Linked DNA regions of Astyanax mexicanus: region 1 is linked to region 2. The links are chromatin contacts, called in public Hi-C maps. All regions are on one chromosome and are shown on one strand. The core of a region is the stretch at or near the end of the contact, and the rest is flanking DNA. Distances in the headings are between cores, read along the strand shown. Region 1 holds the start of psmd14 (proteasome 26S subunit, non-ATPase 14). Region 2 overlaps rbms1a (RNA binding motif, single stranded interacting protein 1a).

Region 1 (4,116 bases), core at 931-3,430, 46 kb before region 2:
CACAATATCATCATTATTAGGAGCCTTTACCTGTCCGAGTCCGGGCATCCCACCACCAAGCCTGAGCAGCCGGTCCATTTTGTCTCTCTGTGCCAAAACACGAAGAAACTCAAGATAAAATAAACAGTAAAAATCAGTCACAAACACTGATTTAAGTTAAACACTGAAGAATAAACCATTGCTACAAAATTTACAATATTTTTAAAGCACATATATTGTTTTAAGAGACCAGCTATAACATATGAGCTAACATTGGAAAAGAAGCACCAAGCAGCCCACCAATCAGTGTACAGCATCTACTTAGTTTTTAATCTGTTTTGCCCTTTGGGCATACGATTTATTTTAATTGTGGGCGCGTCTATACAGCATGAATGACCTACTACATATAGATGCCGTACAGCTTAAAAAAAAAAAAAAAAAAAAAGAATTAATGACCATATTAGTGTTTAAAGCAAATAAATCTTAAAATAAAACATAACATGTTCAAAGGTTAGTTATAAAGTTATATATAGCAACTTGGGTATCGCTAACAGAAATTGAGTAGTGTGTATGAATATTTAAATAAACTTGAGGATCCAAATAATTAGACATGCGATTAAAAGATTTTTAAAGCAAAATTGACCATAGTTTCTTACCTCAAATGAACTGAGTGTCATTTTCATAACAAGACAAGAAGATTAATGTCATTAGAATTATAATAAATCATGGTATTTTAACTTTCCATACTTGCCAAGCAAAATCTTACAATTTTAATATTTACTGATACCCCTATAACCTGGGCAAGATATAGATATTTTATTGTATTGTGCTAAAAAAATGTATTGTATCTACAATATGTTTTTTTTAAACATATCAAGCATATAATCAGTGCAAAACATACACTGACCCAACTGTACATATTAAAGAGAGCGAAATCACTGTAATTTTCATGAAAGTGTATCTGAATAACATAACAGCAGAACTTGCCACTGCTGATATTGTAACAAAAAACAAGCAAACAAAAAAAGTCTTTAAATATTGTGATATTATTTTAATTATTTCACTCAGCACATTCAATTTGTGTTTATGTACATCAAGGTCGGTGGCTTGCTTTACTCTTTAAACTGGTATTAAAAGTATATATTAACTGAGATTAATAAATCTATTGTGACATAAATTTTGGCCAACTCGACCAGCCCTAAATCTTAATCCATGACAGCAGGAGCACAGCAGCTCACTATTGTTGTAACACATCCCTAACTGGCTAACATTAGCTAACTGTGACTCAGTATAGCTAGCTAGCTAACGTTACGTTACTTAGACTAAATTAAATTGCTTTAAATTAATTAAGATTACAAAATGTTTAAAAAAATTAAATACCAGTGTTAAAAACGCTTTATACCTGACACGAGTAGTTAAACTAACCTAGGCTAACTAAGTTAATCTATGTGAGGCTGACAGAGCAGCATCACTCTTCGGTCCCTCAGTGCTGAATTCTATAAGTTAACTTTATTCGAACATAATTTTGTGTTTATAAACTTGAAACGGGAGCTTTTTTTAACACTGACGTCCATATAGAGCTTTTCAGTAATAGTGAACACTTTTATTTAAACATGGGTGCAAATAGCCTGTGTCATCATATAAATAAAGCTAAGCTAACTAACGCTAACAGACTGCAGTGCTAATATGGTTCGGTTAGCTAGTTAGCTAAGTAACCTGCTTACCGGACTATTAAACAGAGCAAACACATAAACTAACTTACATTACAGAAACGCCAACTCGACGTCTCGCTAATGAATCCTGTTCAAACCAAGAAGCCAAAATATAACCAGCAAATGGACAGCGCTAAAAACAGGCTTCTACGCTAACTAATATACTCGATTAGCCGTTAACAGCTAGCCGCTAACGCAGCGCAACGCTAGAGAGAGTTAGCCAGGAAGCTAGCTAGGATGCTAAGTAGCTACATGAGTGCTGAATTTAAAGACATAAAATACCAAACCACAGACTAACGACAATTTCAAAATATTAAACCATCACAGCACTCTCGGAATAAAACCCGCGAACCCAACGTTTCATATTAACAGCGGCTTTACCTGTTAAACCTGAGCACAGTCCTCTGAATCTGAGCTGAAGCTCCAGCGGGGCTACAATGAATCAGCCCGAATCACCGCAGTGAAGTGGGTGAAAGCAACCGAATCCTGTAGAGATATTTCAAAATAACAGTCTGGTCATTTCAAAATAAGAGTACTGCCTTTAATCCCAATTAACTAACTCATGGAAAATACAAACAGGTTCACATTTATATATAAATACGTTCACACATAAATACATTTACAATTTACATTTATACAATACAAGTCAAAAGTTTGAACACACCTCTTCTCATTTAATGCGTTTTCTTAACATTGTAAATGTAATATTGAAGTCATTATAGCTACACAAAGCAGAATTGTTTTGTACTTTAGATTCTTAGATTCTTCTAAGTACCACATTTAGCTTTGAGCTACAAAATTTGTTTGTTTAAAATTTGAATTTTTTTGTTTTGTTGTTTTCTATAGAGCTTTTATTTACATTTTTAAAAATCTTATTTAAACTTTTTTTATCTCGAATGTCAAAATTTATATGTATCATCTTCTATATCCTTTCTATATCCTTTCTTCATCACCTATATTAAAATGGTCACAGTTGAGTTCAGGCAGAGAACCTGTAGACAGGAGAATACCCGCTTAAGAATGTGATTCAGGGTGTCAGACAATAGAGGGCGCTCCAGTTTAAGTTTAAATTCGGTGGGTTCATCTGGAGAACTTGAAGAAAAATGCTTTATACATTATATACATACATTATATTGATTATTTTTATACTAAAATGTTCTAATTTATTATTTTAAAGCTTTTAAATAAAAGTTTTAAACCTGTCTTAGCTCACAGTCGTAGTTATGCTAAACTTTACTGCCTAAAACGCGTTTACTGTAGAAAAATGCAAAAATATACAACATTCTTTATTTCAAGAAAAATAGTTTTTCAGCGCTAACACATGCGTGATTAATCTGGAAACTATAGAGCCCCTAAGGTGACATCATATAAAAATAATGTATAATGAGATAATTAAGGCATGCGAACAAGATAATTGAGGAGTGGCCACGACTTATTAAGGCATGTGAATGAGTTAATTAAATCAGAGCCATTAAGGCGTGTCCACAAGGTCCTTTTGAATTAAAAATAACTAATCAAGCAGCTCTCATGGATTGTGCACAATATTACATTTACATTTAAATATCTATTATTAAAGTTTTATTGTTGAAAAGGAAGGAAAAATGCAATTAATCGTGATTAATCACAGCAAACAGTGGGATTAATTAGTCCATACATTAATGGGTCATGTTTTTTGAGCAGTTTAGCTTTATTCACCCACATTGATTAAAGACTCACTCACTGCTAACACTTATATAATGTGTTTATATGACTTGTATATAACAGTTTTGAATTATGGATAGTGTTATTCTGTTTTGCAGAAATTGTAAGTGTTTTTTCAGGACAGTACAATGTCATCCTTTTTTAATGTGAAGAGAACAGTTAACCAGTAGATGTCGTCCTCACACCAAACACATCTGATAGGTTTATTTGAGATAAAGAGCTGTACTAGGACAGAAAGCTTCATTCTTCTTCAGGATTGTCTGGTAAACAGCAGAATTCCTGGTTCCATCTATTACAGCAAGTTGTCCAGACCCCGAGGCAGCAGCATAGCAGCCCAGGCCATCACACTACCACCACTATGTTTTACATTCAGTTTGATGTTCTTTTACTGAAATAATGTGTTAGTTTTACGCCAGATGTATCGGGACACAAACCTTCCAAAAAGTTCCATTTTGGTCAGGTCAGTCCAAAGAATATTTACCAAGATGTTTTTTGGTAAATGTGAAATGGTTTATTGTGTTCTTTTTTTCAGTGTTTTTTTGTCTTGAAACTCTCCCATGAATACAATTTTCAGCCAGCCTCTTTCTTATTATTGAATCATTAACACTGACCTTAACTGAAGCAAGTGAGACCTGCAGTTCTTTAAATGTTGTTCTGGTTTCTTTTGTGACCTCCTCGATGAGTTGTCCATGCCCTTTTGGGAATATTTCGGTCAGCCGGCCAC
Region 2 (3,797 bases), core at 284-2,783:
GAGTTCTTCTAACCACGTCACGTGTCTTTACGTACTTATGTCACATGTACAGCCTCTAAAAGAGGATCTGGCTCAGTTTTACTGAATGTGAGTGGCTGGTGGAGCAATGGAGACTTCAGAAGGGGAAACTCAGAGCTCAGTAATTCATTCACTCATAGTAAAAACAAAGTGTGTAGTTGAAGTGAAGTTTCTGACTGAGTGCGCTCCCTCTCTCACTCTGACTGAACATAACCTGGAATCGCAATTACACCTGCCCAGTTTAAAAGGATTCTTCCGCATGCTCGCTCAATTACCCATTCTCACCAGAGAGGGCCCAAAATCCTAAACTTACAGACATCAGCATTATTAGGTTAATTTGCAATAAACAGATAAAGGGATGTTTAAATGAGAGCTCTCCTCTCCACTTTCATTTACTCTTCTGGCTCAGGTGATCAAACTATTAACCAATCAGAATGCCCGTGTGTAGTGTGTAGAATGTCTGTTGTTATTTTTGTGATTGAACCTAAATTTTAAGGTGTAACATATGGATTATTTTAACCCTTTCAGGTACTACGCCTCTCCCTACAGCATGGGCAACAGAATAATGCCCCAGACTGCTGTGACCCCTTACATCTCACCCGTCTCCACCTACCCGGTACGCTCTCTCTTTTTTTCTTGCTATCTTTAACTCCTCTCTCTCTCTCTCTCTCTCTCTCTTTTTCTGTCTGTATCTCTCATTCTCTCTACCTTTTGCTCCCTGTGCATCTCTCCTCTCTTTCTTACTCTCTATGTGTTTCTCTGTCACTCTTACTTTCTTTCTCTCTATATCTCTTCCTCTCACTCTCTCACTCTTTGTATCTCTCTCTCTCTTTCCTCTTTCTTACAGTGTCTATCACACTCTTATTTCTCACACCCTTTCTCTATGTATCTCTCTCACACAGTTTCTCTCTTTCTTACTCTCTCTCTCTGTATCTCTTCCTCTCACTCTCACACTCTTTATCTCTATCTCTCACACTCTCTCTATCTCTCCCTTTGTCTTTCTCTTTTCTCTTTCTCACAGTTTCTCTCTTTCTTACTCTCTCTCTCTCTCTGTATCTTTTCCTCATCCTCTCACACTCTGTATCTTTCTTTCATTGTCTCTTTCCTTTATCTTTCTCACGGTGTCTATCACACTCTATTTCTCACACCCTCTCTCTATATATATCGCTCTCTCACAGTTTCTCTCTTTCTTTTTCTGTATCTCTTTCTCTCACTCTCTCACACCCTGTATCTCTCTCACACACTCTCTCTCTTTGTCTCTCTCCTTTCTCTTTCTCTTTCTCACGGTGTCTATCACACTACATATTTCTCACCCCTCTCTCTATGTATCTCTCTCACAGTTTCTCTCACTCTTACTCTCTCTCTCTTTATATCTCTTCTCACTCTCACACTCTCTATATCTCTCTCTCACGCTCTCTCTGTATCTCTCACTCTGTGTATCTCTCTCTTTCCATCTCACACTCCCTCTCTCTATCTATCTCTCTCTTTGTCTCTCTCCTCTCTCTTTCTCACTGTGTCTATCACATGCGATTTCTCACACCCTCTCTCTCTGTGTCTCTGTCTGTATCTCTCTGTCAATCTCTCTCTTCCTCTCCATCTCTCTCTCTTTCTTCTACATTGTGCTAAACTGAGTTTTGGCTATCAGTTTTAACCTGCTCTGATCTGTGTTTTTTACTGTGTGTGTGTGTTTGTGTGTTTACAGGTTCAGAATCCCTCCTGGATGACACATCAGCCTTACATTATGCAGCACCCGGTGAGGAAAAAAAAAATTCCTGTTCTCCTTCCTGTCTCTTCTTCTCTCCCTCACTCGTTCTCTCACTCCTCGTTCCTCCTCAAATCACCAGAGATATTACACAACACGCACCACTTCCACAACACGCGTCTGAGAGTGTGTATGTGTCCCGGGGATCTGATCATCTCATCACTTGTATTCATTAGCTTGTTATTTTAGGTTGTTATACAGTTTCAGCAGGTTTGGCATTCAGACTGCAATAATAATGTGGTAATAAGTATTTCTGATCACCTTCAAATGTGATCGGTTTAAATTAATTAAGTTTATTACGTGCGTGCTTGAGATGCACTGTATTCCATTCACAATGTGGGTTGTGATGGAGACTGGACTGATCGGATCACCCAGACCGCATGTTAATTCTAGCTGTAAAATGTGTATATACAACTCTGGAAAAAATTAAGAGACCACAATTTTTGAATCAGTTTCTCAGATTTTTCTATTTTATAGGTTTATGTTTGAGTAAAATGAACATTGTTGTTTTATTCTATAAACTACGGACAACATTTCTCCCAAATTCCAAATAAACAATTTCAGAAAATCAGAAATGGCTGAAATAACAAAAACGATGCAGAGCTTTCAGACCTCAAATAATGCAAAGAAAACAAGTTCATATTCATAAAATTTTAATAGTTCTGAAATCAATATTTGGTGGAATAACCATGTTTTTTAATCACTGTTTTCATGCATATTGGCATATTCTCCTCCACCAGTGTTACACACTGCTTTTGGATAACTTTATGCCACTCCTGGTGCAAAAATCCAAGCAGTCCAGCTTGGTTTGATGGCTTGTGATCATCTATTTTTGTCTTGATTATATTCTAGAGGTTTTCAAGTTGGTAAAATCAACCTGCTACAGATTCTCTTTTTTTTTGCTGGGTTCAGACAGTAGATCTGACTCTCTGTGCTTTCTCTCTTTCTCATGTTTTAGGGAGCTGTACTGTCGCCCCCTATGGAGCACCCCATGCCACTACAGCCGTCCTCCATGTTGGCTCCTCTGACCCAGCAGATGGGCCATCTCTCTCTGGGTGGCACTGCTACGGTAAGACCATATAAACCGCCAGCCAAAACTATTACAGTAACTATTACTGTCTACTATGTTTGGACTTCTTTGTTCATACAGTGTATGTGTTTATTTATGTGTGTGTGTGTGTGTGTGTGTGCGATTTTACAGTTTATTCCTGCAAACACAGCTATGCAAGGAGCATATATTCCTCAGTATGCCCATATCCAGCCCACCACCATCGCCACAGAGGTAACCCTGAAACCCTGCTGTTTTTTTCTCTTTTTTTTTTTTACCTACCATAAACAACAGGGTACTATATAGTATTTTGAGAAAGATGTGGTTTGTCAATATTTAAGCACAGCTGAAGAACTAGCTGGAAATAGCTGATGTAGCTTAGATTTCTCCCTTTAATGCAATATTTTATTTATTAATTAAATCTAAATTAATTTATTTAAAAAAATTAATTCCTTATTAAATCAAAGTGTGATTTTATGTATTTTCTTGTTTTTTTTTTCTACACAGGATCCCAGTGTGCAGGCCCAGGATGTGACCTCCAATGATCCCTCCCCTTACCCGTTCCAAACTAGCAAGCAATAAGAGGGTAATTATTAAAAGTGATGCTACACAGCAGCACTGACATATTACAAGCTGCTCATTCAGAGCCCAGACGATCTGTACCGACATAAACTGTATGTCTGCTTTAAACCAGACTGCGGCCTTATGAATTGTAATGATAAACATTTTTTGTTGAACGGTATAATGTCACAGAATTAATACTAATAATTAAGTACTTACAGTGAATAACCATATATTGACAATTTCTCCCTGTTTAAATCATTATACTAAAAACTTTTATCAAAAAAATTTATGTGCTTCATTTAGACTTTTATTTTTTCAACAAAATATTTAATAGATTTTCAAAATGACAGAACAAATTGTTCATTGTTCTCCTTTTGTAGGATAGTTACACTGCAACCATATTTT

What was found. Hi-C and Micro-C count contacts between places; a contact is called where the count stands out from the background.
Region 1: a contact with region 2 is called in a Hi-C map of muscle, with 15 times the contacts expected there. The contact joins the promoter of psmd14 here to the enhancer-like site in region 2. A contact is called at or near these places in 3 of 3 Hi-C or Micro-C datasets (blood and muscle).

The regions. Positions count from the first base shown.
Region 1 is chr16:12,700,347-12,704,462 of AstMex3_surface, reverse strand. psmd14 (proteasome 26S subunit, non-ATPase 14) reads right to left here and starts at 2,180. Exons shown (of 11, transcript XM_007237334.4): 1 at 2,073-2,180; 2 at 31-87. The coding sequence starts at 78.
Region 2 is chr16:12,653,942-12,657,738 of AstMex3_surface, reverse strand. rbms1a (RNA binding motif, single stranded interacting protein 1a) reads left to right here. Exons shown (of 14, transcript XM_022669582.2): 9 at 547-634; 10 at 1,721-1,771; 11 at 2,739-2,849; 12 at 2,982-3,062; 13 at 3,336-3,414. The coding sequence ends at 3,410. Among protein-coding and RNA genes, the nearest start is that of itgb6, 14 kb to the right of the region's middle. Within about 2 kb of position 1,533, the one cell type or tissue checked has an H3K27ac peak away from gene starts, as active enhancers do.